3 separate regions of the Mus musculus genome follow, and regions 2 and 3 are each linked to region 1. The links are chromatin contacts, called in public HiChIP or PLAC-seq and promoter capture Hi-C maps. All regions are on one chromosome and are shown on one strand. The core of a region is the stretch at or near the end of the contact, and the rest is flanking DNA. Distances in the headings are between cores, read along the strand shown.

Region 1 (3,694 bases), core at 666-3,165:
GTTGTTGTTTTGTTTTGTTTTATGTGTGGCCTGGAACTCGCAAAGATCCACCCCTACCTCCCGAGGGCTGGGACTTAAGGAATGTACTACCATGCTTAGCCGATTTTATTTTTACATTGGGTTTCTAGATCCTGACTGAATGTTAATAGTGCAGGATGTAGAGCATCTTCAAAGTTTGTTTGTTTGTTTTTAAGATTTATTTATTTTATTATATAAATAAGTGCACTGTCACTGTCTTCAGACACACCAGAAGAGGGCATCAAATTCTATTACAGATGGTTGTGAGCCACCATGTGGTTGCTGGGAACTGAACTCAGGACCTCTGGAAAAGCAATCAGTGCTCTTAACTGCTGAACCATCTCTCCAGTACAAAGTTTTGTTTTTAAATTGATATAAACACCGATGCTGAGAACACAGCTTTGCACAAATATGCTGATCTCAATTAAAATTTAAGATTTTTTTTTCCTTTCTCATGTAGCCCAGGCTGGTCTAAAATTCATTATGTAGCCAAAGATAGGCTTGAACTCCTGATCCTCCTGCCTCCATCTCTCCAGTGCCGGGGTTACAAAGTGTGTTCCATCCACCACATTCCACCATTTAATGATTTTGTTGTCATTAAAAATGAAACTCAAGCCTGCAATTCTAACAGCATTATTTAAAACCAACATTTGGGGGCTGGAGAGATGGTTTAGTAGCTAAGAGGGCAGACTGCTCTTGCAGATAACCTGAATTTGGTTCCTAGAACCCATGTCAGGTGGCTCACAACCACCTGTAACTCCAGGGGGTCTGATTCCCTCTTCTCTGGGGCATCTTCCCTCACACACAATAAGCACATATACATAACCTAAAAGAATTAAAAGTATAAAATCAAAGTGAGCAGTCATGCCAACCGTGAGTGTGGCACACCCACAAGAGCTTTCTCTTGTTCAATCTACAAACTGTTTTATCAACGTCACAAGCCAGATGCACAGTCTTGGTTAACTTGAGTCCAAGTGGACCCTAAACCTTCATAAACCGACACCCCCCCCCACCCCCCCACCATGCTGTCCTTTGCCCCTGCACGACAATGAATAGCCATTTGATTCAATAAATGGACACAATCTCTGAAGAGATTTCTCCCATCTCCCTTGCACTGCAGGAATGGGTGGCAACAGTTAGGTCATGCAGGGTGAGCAGAGTTACTCTGTGCTCGTTTCCATAGGCGCGTCAATGGGAAGATTGTTGCCAACTACTGATCATGATGTGCTTGCTCCTACAATCAGTAGATTCTTTAGAGAGAATGCTAGAGAGCCGATGCTACTGCAAATGCAAATTGGGGCCCATTTCTTTCTTTGTAACCTCCATTAGCCTAGGTGAGAAAGTCCTGCTCAGGTATTTGTCTTCTCCTTCAGCTACTGTTGGCATAGAAAGCTACCTGACACTAAGATGAACCGCACTTACGAACACGAACTGAGTGCATAGAAGTGACTTGAACAACAGAACTAGGCTGTTTGCTAGTTTACTCCTCCTCCTCTCTTTTTGAGACAAGGTTGTCACTAAGTTTCCCTGGCGGATTCAGAACTCATAGATTATGCTAGCCCTGAACAGATTCAAGAGCAGAAGGTCTCATTGCTACATCACCCTCTCTGCAAGGGCAGGGCCCGGGGAGTCTCTACCGGCGCAGGTCTGCGCTTGCGCAGTCTGCACCCGGAAGCGCGGTTTCGAGAGCCTATCCCATTCCGAGACAACAACCCGATTCAATATTCTTCCTTATTGCTACTACCCATGACTAAAAACACACGGAAACTTCTAGAGAGTGTAGAGACTCCTTTTCATCTCTTTTCTTTTGACGGCTCTGCCGGAGGCGGCTCGGCCCGCAAGTTGCTAGGACGGGGGGGGAGCGGGGAGCGTGGGGGGGGGGGCAGAAATGTGCTGCGTTGCTATGACGACGCAGGGCGTTCCGGAAAAGGGATGGCCTTCCGACGCCAGGCGGCAAACACAACTTGTGGGTACAGCGGCCGGTGTCGTGCACTCCTACAGTGCAGTCCTAGGACTTTGCTGAAAGAACCGTGGGAGCCCCGCCCCACTCGCGCCCGCGGAGCTGGGTCGCGCTGACCCGCCCGCAGTCTGTAGGGAGGCGGAGCCTGACTTTCCCGGGCTGGGCCCTGACTCTGACCCACCCATACCCCATCTCTGTCATGTCAAGTTATCTTAGAGGGCTCCCCAAAGAAAGGAAACCACGCCAGATGAATTCTGAAATTCAGTCTGAACACAAACACTCAAGAGATCTCTCTGTTCATTTGCTTTGTTTTGCCTACAGAATTATGGACAGCTTGAAAGTCTGAACACGATTTTGATTTGTTTTTGAATTAATTTTTTGGAGGATTAATAGTTCTGAGAGTGATCCCAGGCATTGATTATTATGTCTCTCCACAAAGTGTCGGACACTTCGCTGACCTCCCCATCAACATCTGAGTCCAAACAGGCAAAACTCTATGTAGTCAAGGAGGCAAAAGGTAAACTTAAGGATGCCGTGGACAGAACCATTAGGGCTACTGAAAGAATTTGCAATCCGTTCTCCCTTTCTCCTTAGCCAGCCTGAACACTCACCAAGTCAGAATACTGTTTCATCTTCATTTAAATACTAATAGCTATATGAAGTTTGGTTGCTTCTTCTCTGACTTCAAGGGAGCTTTAAAAACATAGTTATGTGGATAAGAAAAACATAACTTAGTTCAATATGCCTATTTGTATAAGATTCAAGATGTTTTTTGAGATTCCTTAAGATTTCCATCCTTGGGGCTGTGTCTTGGAAGGCAGAGGCAGGTGATCTCTGTGAATTTGAGGTCAGCCTGGTCTACATAGTAAATTCCAGGCTAGTGGGAGCTACATAGTGAGACCCTGTTTCAAGAAAAATGTAAAAAGACGTAATGATAAATGTAGAACCTGTACCAGAATAAGAATCAAGGCAGTCACCGTCTCACTCTTGCTCATCAGACTGAGGCTATCTCCAGTCTTAAGGTCACAGAGCTTTTTGGGTTGTTTCTTATTTATATTTTGCTACAGTTCCATCATCAACTCAAGGAGGTACGGATTCAACTCAAGGACTTACACTAAGCAAGCACTCTATCCTGAGCTAGCTACCTATTCACTATTTATGTTGCAGGGCAGTGGAGGGGTTGGGGCTTGGGTTGGCTGTACACTCACTCTGTGTAACCCAGGCCTTTTACTTTGTATCTCTCTGCATGTTCTCACATCCCCCTTCCACTCTTCCCTCCACCCTTCTAGCTACTCCTGCTTTAAGTATTCTTTGTAGCTGGGCTCCTCTGCTAGAGGCACCCTTCTTGTTAGAAACACAGGATACTGCTGAGGCAGTCTGGGAAACTTTAACTCCCCGGAACACTCCATTAAAAGTTTGTCTTTCCTAATACTTCCTTAGGGCTTCCTGAGCTAAAGGAGAAAAAATCCATGGTGAACCACCTCAAACCCCTTCCTCCCCTTCAGAATGACTACAGAATCCCCGAGGAAGTTCTTCTCTCTCTGAACTATGCAGCTAATGCCGGTCCCTGTCCTGAAAGCTTACTGCCTGTGAAGAAACCTAAAGCCCCAAAGGTTTGTATATACATACCTATCATGTTTGGGGTCACAATCCCTTTTTTAAAATTCACTTTGTTAAGTGTTTGGTGAGCAGAAGTTGTGTTCAGATGATCTTTTA
Region 2 (3,694 bases), core at 796-3,295, 420 kb before region 1:
AACAAGGGAACTTTTAAATTAAAAGCTTGAGGAATATTTGGGGTGTTGGTCTACTCTGCCTTGAGTCACTATGGTTCGTAAAATCAATCATAAGATTTAAGATGGTGTTCAAAGCTCCTTCCGGTCGCTGTTTGTTCTTTGCTTCCTTGTTCCATCAGTGATGAGCGCATTGTCTCTTTAATTGGAGTTAAGAGACATCTTTAAGTAGTAGACTAGATATAAGCGAAGAATTGATTTTTAAAATTTGTTCACTCTCACATTGTCTAAAAATACTTTCTTATTTAATGTTTCCCACGTATGTTCAGTGAAAGCGCCATAGATATGTCACCTCGTAACCCTTCCTATTTATGTTGGGTTTCTCCTAGGTCTCAGGGGAATGTGGAAAATTAGTTACAGTCACTCAAGTTTGAACTGCGCCTTTGCCTGGTGGGTTTTAGAAAAGGGGTAAAAAAGCTTGTGCACTTATATTCATATTCTTAGTAGTATTTCTCTGTACTGTATTGCCAGCTATAAGGAGGATAAAAGCTGCCTTCCCTTCCCTTCCCTTCCCTTTGGCTGTACCCTGCACTGAGAGAAGCCAAAGGCATTGAAGTTAGCTGAGGAGCACTGACTGGCCAGGTGGAAGACCTTCCTAAGAATAGCCCTGGAAATGTCCCCAAAATAGACAGACGTGATCATTTGTGATTCGTTCGCACGCACACAGACACACACGTGCATTCGCTCTGTGAAATGCCTGCATAGGTGAGTGAGACTTGCTTTCATCGTGGCAGGAGCCACGGAGATGATGGTGTTTCAGATGGAGTATGATTTCGAGATTTTACAGACTCTCCTGTAAAATACGTATTTAACAGAGCTCAGAGTTGAGAGTTTTAATGTTTAAGCAAAGTTGAAAAAACAAAATCTGAACATTACTATTATTTGTTTGTTGAAAATTCCTACCACTAAAGATTAAAAGTCAGGGAATCCTCCCACCATAACCGCTTGCTGTCTTTGGTGTTAAAGCTTGCTGTTGGTGAGTAGCAATTTCATAATTCTCATGACTAACCAAGCCCCCCAATAGAATGTTGAGGGCATGCTCCTGCCTCTTAGGGACAGTTAGGAAGGTTATTTTATTTTTATTTTTTTAAAACAGGCTTTTGGCCTTGCCAGTTTTTCTTCAGTACTGACATTTTCTGAGTTCATATGCTTAATCCTGGTGACCCTGACAGGTCTCAATCCTGACCTTGAAGGAGGTTTTAATTATTGTTTGTATCAATATTACTTTTCCAAGGAATTTCCAGCTTTAATCTGTTGCTGAAATGAAATTTCTGTTGTAGGAAATTGTTTAAAATGATTAATCATAACAAGAAATAACATAGATTAACAAAGACTCAGAAGAGTTTTGTTCAGTTGTAACTGAGATTCTGTTGCAAGCATTCAGCTGACCAGCTCTTAGCTTTGTTTTGTAGCCATACTTTGAAAATCGCAGTAGTTGGTGCACGTCTTTACACACACACCAGTGTTCAGAAGAGAAACTCACCGCGCTCACAGTTGTTTCCTTTATCCTACATCCTTCGCTGTGTAAGCCTTAGGCATTTACTGAGTTACTTGTAAAATTTTGTAATGTCACTAGAGCATTTGTGTTTAGAACCCAGCATGTATGTCTCAATCTGTAGTCACATATGAAGCACTTCATGACTATTTTTACAGAAAGATGCAAAACAAAACCTTCAGATACAAATTGGCAGCATCTTCTAAAGTTCCCTGAGAAATCTCTTACTTTCTAGTACAAAGGACAATGATGCATTTGACATAGAATTTTGAATAAATCTAAGAGAAATATTAAAATACCTTTGTTGTCTGTTGAAAAAAGCGAGTCCGTGAACGTGCGTCCTTGCCCTTGCTCTCTGAGATCAGTGTAGAAGTTTGTTCGGCTTTACTTCAGAGGTAACTGCGTTTTTTGCTCTGACCGGTGAATCCAAGGAGTAAGGAACTTCTTTTCACAGCACTAATGGACTGAGTTTGCTGGGCCACCTATGTAACTTGGGGCTATCTGTGGACTTCTCTAATGCAGCAGAGAAGGTTCTGTGCCTGTGCTGTCTGCTGCATGGAAATGTGCAGAAACCAGCCGCAGCTGACAGACTGTCCACACAGTCCGAAGAGTGATTCCCTCTCGTTCTCAGTAGACTCAAGTTCAGCCCACATATTACGTCATTAGAAAAGAGCTGGAGCCAGGAGAGGGGGTAGGAACCTCCTCCTTAGGATTTCCTCTCGCTGCCGAGGTGGGGCTGGGGGAGCTGGATCAGCAGGAGGCTGAATAGCTCTAACAAGGAGAGATTGTGTGCAGGTTGAAGGAAGGGCACCATCTGGAAACAGGCTATCATAGTTCAGCAGGCAATTATAAAATAAACATTTTAGTCTGCCTGCCACAGAGCTTTTGAGTTGGAAGAGAGAGAGAGAGAGAGAGAGAGAGAGAGAGAAAGGAAGAAAAGAAAAGAAAAGAAAAGAAAAGAAAAGAAAAGAAAAGAAAAGAAAAGAAATCCACTTTAGAAGTAGCTGCAGGCTGTAAGGAGCTAGACTTTCCCCAGAAGCAGCCACCTAACAGTGCTATTCTGACAGCCTCCGGGACGCTTAAAATTGTAAGTAATTGTGTAATGTTTAAGAGAAAATTGCTTTTATTAGCTTGACCTTTAATCTCAGCACTCGGAAGGCAGTTGAATCCCTATGAACTTGAGGCCAGCCTGGAATACACAGTGAGCTCCAGGCCAGCCAGGGCTAATAAGTGAGAATCTGACTGAAGAAACACACACACACGCACACACATGCACACACTGCAGACCAGCCAGGGCTAGTGAGAACCTGACTCACACACACACACACACCCCTTGTTTTTATATGTAGTCACCTAAAACAAGGGAAACTGGTAAATCTGGTGAAAGAAAAATCTTAAATTCTGTAATACATAATTGATGCTTTTTCTGATCTTAAGTTCTGTGATAGGTAATATACTTGCCTATAAAATTATGCCTCCTGTCCTAGCTAGGGTTGCTGTTGCTGTGAAGAAACACCATGACCAAAGACAACTTAGGAAAAGGTTGATTTGGCTTACACTTCTACATCACTGTTCATCACCAAAGGAAGTCAGGATAGGAACTCAAACAGGGGAGGAACCTGGAGGCAGGAGCTAAGGCAGAGGCCATGGAGGAGTGCTACTTACTGGCTTGCTCAGCCTGCTTTATAGCACCCAGCCATAGGACCACCAGCTCAGGGGTGACTGGGCCCTTTCACATCAATCACTAAGAAAATTTCCTCCAGGCTTGCCCTCAGCTGGATCTCATGGAGGCATTTTCAGTTGAGGCTTCCTCCTCTAGCTTGTGTCAAGATGAGTTAAAACTAGTCAATTCAGTGTCAATTGTCAAAATAAGGTGGTGGTTGTTGTTGTTGTTGTTGTTAGTTGATTGGTATCATTTAAAAACAAACACAACCCTGAATTAAAAGAAAAAAAGAAAACCCAAAGGATCGTTGACTCCCCATTGACTGTGAACTGAAGATGAATCATCATGTCCTCTGGCCCAGCCTTTTCTACTATAAAAATAGGTTCCAAAAGAGCAAAAGAGTAAGTCTTGAATAACTATTTTTTTCATGAAACAAATATTTAGTAATTCAATAGCTAAGGAAACCCGAATTTCAACATCTTCAATAGCTTGGCTTAATG
Region 3 (3,694 bases), core at 384-2,883, 340 kb after region 1:
GGGATAGGAGGTATCCTAGAGGGGGGAACCAAGAAAGGGGGTACCATTTAAAATGTAAATAAAAAAATAACCAATTTTTAAAAAGGAAAAGAAAAGAAAGTGTGTCCCAGCATTCTCAATTGTTAATCACTGTGCCAAGTGGATTCTCTGATATTATCATATTAAAAAGTTGTCACGGGGCGGGGGGGGGGTGTCACAGAAGGTCACATTGCCCTTAATCTTGCCAAGAGGCAACGCTGAGGTTTGGACTGGGCTTAGCCCTGCTCACAATGAGTAGACTGTAGAGCCTCTCCTACACTAATAGATTTTTTTTTCTAGGAGAAAGGAATGTGGCTTTTGATAAAGAGCTTGCTTGCCATAGGAGCTGGGGCAGAGGGACTGAAGCAGAGCAGGGGTTGGTCAGGGAGACCTGGTGGGGTCAGGGAGACCTGGTCAAGGTGGGCCTGGTGGGTCAGGGAGGCCTGGTCAGGGTGGGCCTGGTGGGTCAGGGAGGCCTGGTCAGGGTGGGCCTGGTGGGTCAGGGAGGCCTGGTCAGGGTGGGCCTGGTGGGTCAGGGAGGCCTGGTGGAGAGACATGTGTGGCTGAGGGACTGCCCTAGCAAACAGGCTAACATAACAGCCTCATACCATAGAGATGTCTCCATGTCTTTATTATTGAATCTCAGGCAGAACCCCCCCAAAGCCCCCGCAATATACACAACTTAGTAGAAGGCTTAAGGTATTTTTGCATCAAAAGAAAAATGGCTCCACAATTATGAGCCCTTGCTGGGTTTTTTTGTTTTGTTTTGTTTTTTTTATCCCCAAGAAGATCCTGATTCAATTCCCAGCATCCACATGGGTAGCTCACAGCCATGTGTAACTCCAATTCCAGGGGATCTAAAACCCTATCTGGCTTCCTCAGGTACCAGGTACACACATGTGGTGCACATGCATGCACACAGGCAAAACACTCATATGTTATATATATATATATATTCACTAGTACCCACTAGAATAAGACTTGAGAAATAGAATATGGAAAGGGGAAAGATATTGCGGTAGAATCCAGAATTGAGGCAAGGACTTGGGAATGGGGCAGCCAAGGAAGGTTGCTTGGTGCTTTGAAGGATGTGTGAGATCTGAACAAGTAGAGAAAGATGATCATATGCCACCAAAGCCCCTCAGGACTTCCCATCACCTCCAAAGGAATCGAGTCTCAGCTCCTCTTCTGTCCTGAAGCCCTGTAACTCGAAGTCTTCGGGACTTTTCTTCTACCCTCTTTGTACCAGAGTAACTGCAGGGAATTTCTATGCCTCTTAGCCCAGTCTGGTTCCCAAATAACTGACACAAAGGTCTATTAAGTTTATTAACAAGCTGCAAACCTAGGCTTGCAGGTTCTGAGCTATCCCAACTCTAAGGCTACTTCCCAGCCAGAGGACCTTCAATTTGTATCGCCCTGGCTCGCTCTGGTCCACGTCCTACTCTGTCACGGCTATCTCCTGGCAAATCCTCCTGATCTCTCCCCATGGTCTCTCTATCTTTTTTCCTGTGGTCCTTCGCATCCTTCTCTCTCCCTGGGACCCCTAGGGGGCTGGGATCCGAAGTCCAACCTTCCCATTTCCTCTGCAATTGTCTGAGAAGCTCTTTATTGACCCAAGGATGGCGGAGAAGAATGTTTACAAAACACCGAGACAAAACCAAAGTCGGCCTCTACCCATCTCTCGGTGTTGATTTCTCACCAACATTTGAATAATACAAGGATAGTCTTTACCCACTGCACAAGAACATCACTCCAACAAAACCCTGTTTACTTCATGCCTACTCCTAGTGAGTCCCAGCCTTCCCAGACTTTTTTAGTTCTCAGGGCCTTGTTCACCAGCCATTTCCCCTCCCCCTTCCTTTTCCTCCCCAATCCACCCCACCCCACCCCCGTGTTTTTCAACCCCTGGACTGCTTCGTTTCTATCAGCACCACCTTCTCTCAGCTTACAGGATTTATCTCGGACTTGTAAGATCAGTAATCAGCAAACACACACACACACACACACACACACACACACACACACACATACACAAGAGCCAGGACTGCTACAGGGAGCAGGAGCTTCAGCTGAAGGAACAATGGGGGCTGAGTAGAAGGTAAATGAAGGTGAACCTGCAGGAAAGTTGGGGAGGGCAGAGCCTTTGACGCTGGTGGTGATGGGAAGTCCTGAGGGGCTCTGGTGGTATGTGATCATGTTTCTCCATGTATTCAGATCTTACACATCCTTCAAGGCACCAAGCAGCCTTACTTGGCTGCCCCATTCCTGAGCTCTCGTCCCAATTCTGGATCCGACCGACCGCAGTGCCCTCCCGACCGCAGTGCCTTCCCATGTATTCCACTCTTCAAGTCTTATTTTGGTAGAAGCTAGTCAACTTAAAACTATGTATCTATTTTCAGGCAGTGCTAGAAAGATGCTGGAGTCACAGGCAGGCACAGGAGGGGCTGAAGAAAGGCCGAACCACAGTGGAAAGCACAGGTCTCACACACAAACCCAGGAAGGCTCGTTAGGAAGCCAGTACACCAGTTCAGCCTGAACTGGCACAGGGGACAGAAGACCAAAGACGACCAAAAGTCTCTGAGATAGTTCAGCCAGAACAGCGTGGCACCTCTGATCAGACTCATGTGCAAATAAATCTCCTGAGACTTTTTTTTTTTTAAAGATTTACTTATTTATTATATGTAAGTACACTGTAGCTGTCCTCAGACATTCCAGAAGAGGGCATCAGATTTCGTTACGGATGGTTGTGAGCCACCATGTGGTTGCTGGGATTTGAACTCCGGACCTTCGGAAGAGCAGTCGGCGCTCTTAACCACTGAGCCATCTCACCAGCCCCAAGACTTTTTTTAAAATGCAAATTCCCACTCCTTAGGCTCTGTGGTGAACAGGAGACACCTTGTTGCAAGCGCAGGCCCACACTGCTGGTTCACAGCCAGGTTAGTAGCAGCGAGGCTGCTTGGTACTTCTAAATGCAGTAGAAGCTGTAAAAGCAATGATAGAGTCTAGCTAGCCTGTATAAAAGACACACAACTCAGGTATTTTCTTTATAAACTCTAAGCCTAGATCAGGCAGATTTTGGAGCTGTTCTAACTTATATCCCAGCCACATGTCCCTTGATATTTGCTGTTTCTCCTGGCCACGTGCTCATGGTCCATCTCCTCATGGCTCCTTCCTCTCCTCTCCATCGCCTCTCTTCTTCATCTTTCCTCTTTGGCCTACATCTGCCTACACCTATCTACTGCCCAATCACAGGCTTTAGCTTTTTACTGACCAATTAACTTGGGGAGGACAGTTACATAGCATCACGTGGTGTACGCGATGATCTCCTCATGGGGTGAGCAACCAGATTTAGTGGGGGGGGGGCAGTGTTTAGTATTTGAATACATAGCTGCACCAGACCAACCCCAACAAGAAGCAGGCTTTCTAAGAGCACCTGGTGGGCAAATGGCACCTTTGAGTGAAGGAATGGGTACCCCTTCATCCAGGTGACCACACAGGATTCAGGGCTTGGTAAGTAGGGTGCAGCTGAGGCCTAGCTGCAGTGGAATCATGACAGATAGGGACAACTTAGAGCAAAATAGTGCCTTTTTCCTGTGGGTATTGAGTTTGAGATAACAGTGGATATCCAAGTGCTGTCGGGAGTAACATTCTCTTCCCAATATCTCTGTCCCTTTTG

Evidence for each region. Promoter capture Hi-C pulls out the DNA fragments that hold promoters and counts their contacts. HiChIP or PLAC-seq counts read pairs in DNA pulled down with a chosen protein or histone mark.
Region 2: a promoter capture Hi-C map of pre-B cells shows a contact between it and region 1, with 2.2 times the contacts expected there. The contact joins the promoter of Angptl1 here to the promoter of Axdnd1 in region 1. A contact is called at or near these places in 2 of 39 promoter capture datasets (pre-B cells and stem cell-derived epiblast-like cells).
Region 3: a contact with region 1 is called in an H3K27ac HiChIP or PLAC-seq map of extraembryonic endoderm stem cells, with 6 times the contacts expected there. The contact joins the enhancer-like site here to the promoter of Axdnd1 in region 1. A contact is called at or near these places in 2 of 39 promoter capture datasets (both in embryonic stem cells), 37 of 484 Hi-C or Micro-C datasets (the AML12 cell line, the C2C12 cell line, the G1E-ER4 cell line and 21 more), 11 of 115 datasets of contacts at active chromatin or transcription factors (T-cell acute lymphoblastic leukemia, astrocytes, bone marrow-derived dendritic cells and 5 more) and 4 of 9 other capture datasets (adipose tissue, embryonic stem cells, liver and 1 more).

What each region holds. Positions count from the first base shown.
Region 1 is chr1:156,419,136-156,422,829 of GRCm38.p6, reverse strand. It overlaps Axdnd1 (axonemal dynein light chain domain containing 1), which reads left to right and starts at 1,915. Exons shown (of 26, transcript NM_001346967.1): 1 at 1,915-1,984; 2 at 2,300-2,495; 3 at 3,419-3,591. The coding sequence starts at 2,402.
Region 2 is chr1:156,837,374-156,841,067 of GRCm38.p6, reverse strand. Angptl1 (angiopoietin-like 1) reads right to left here and starts at 2,045. Exons shown (of 5, transcript NM_028333.2): 1 at 1,831-2,045. All of the region lies in intron 8 of Ralgps2 (Ral GEF with PH domain and SH3 binding motif 2), which reads left to right.
Region 3 is chr1:156,081,425-156,085,118 of GRCm38.p6, reverse strand. All of the region lies in intron 2 of Fam163a (family with sequence similarity 163, member A), which reads left to right. Among named protein-coding and RNA genes, the nearest start is that of Tor1aip1, 47 kb to the right of the region's middle. Within about 2 kb of position 1,633, at least 13 of the 459 cell types and tissues checked have an H3K27ac peak or open chromatin away from gene starts, as enhancers often do. A contact at or near this core is called in Sertoli cells, extraembryonic endoderm stem cells and granulosa cells, where this site is marked.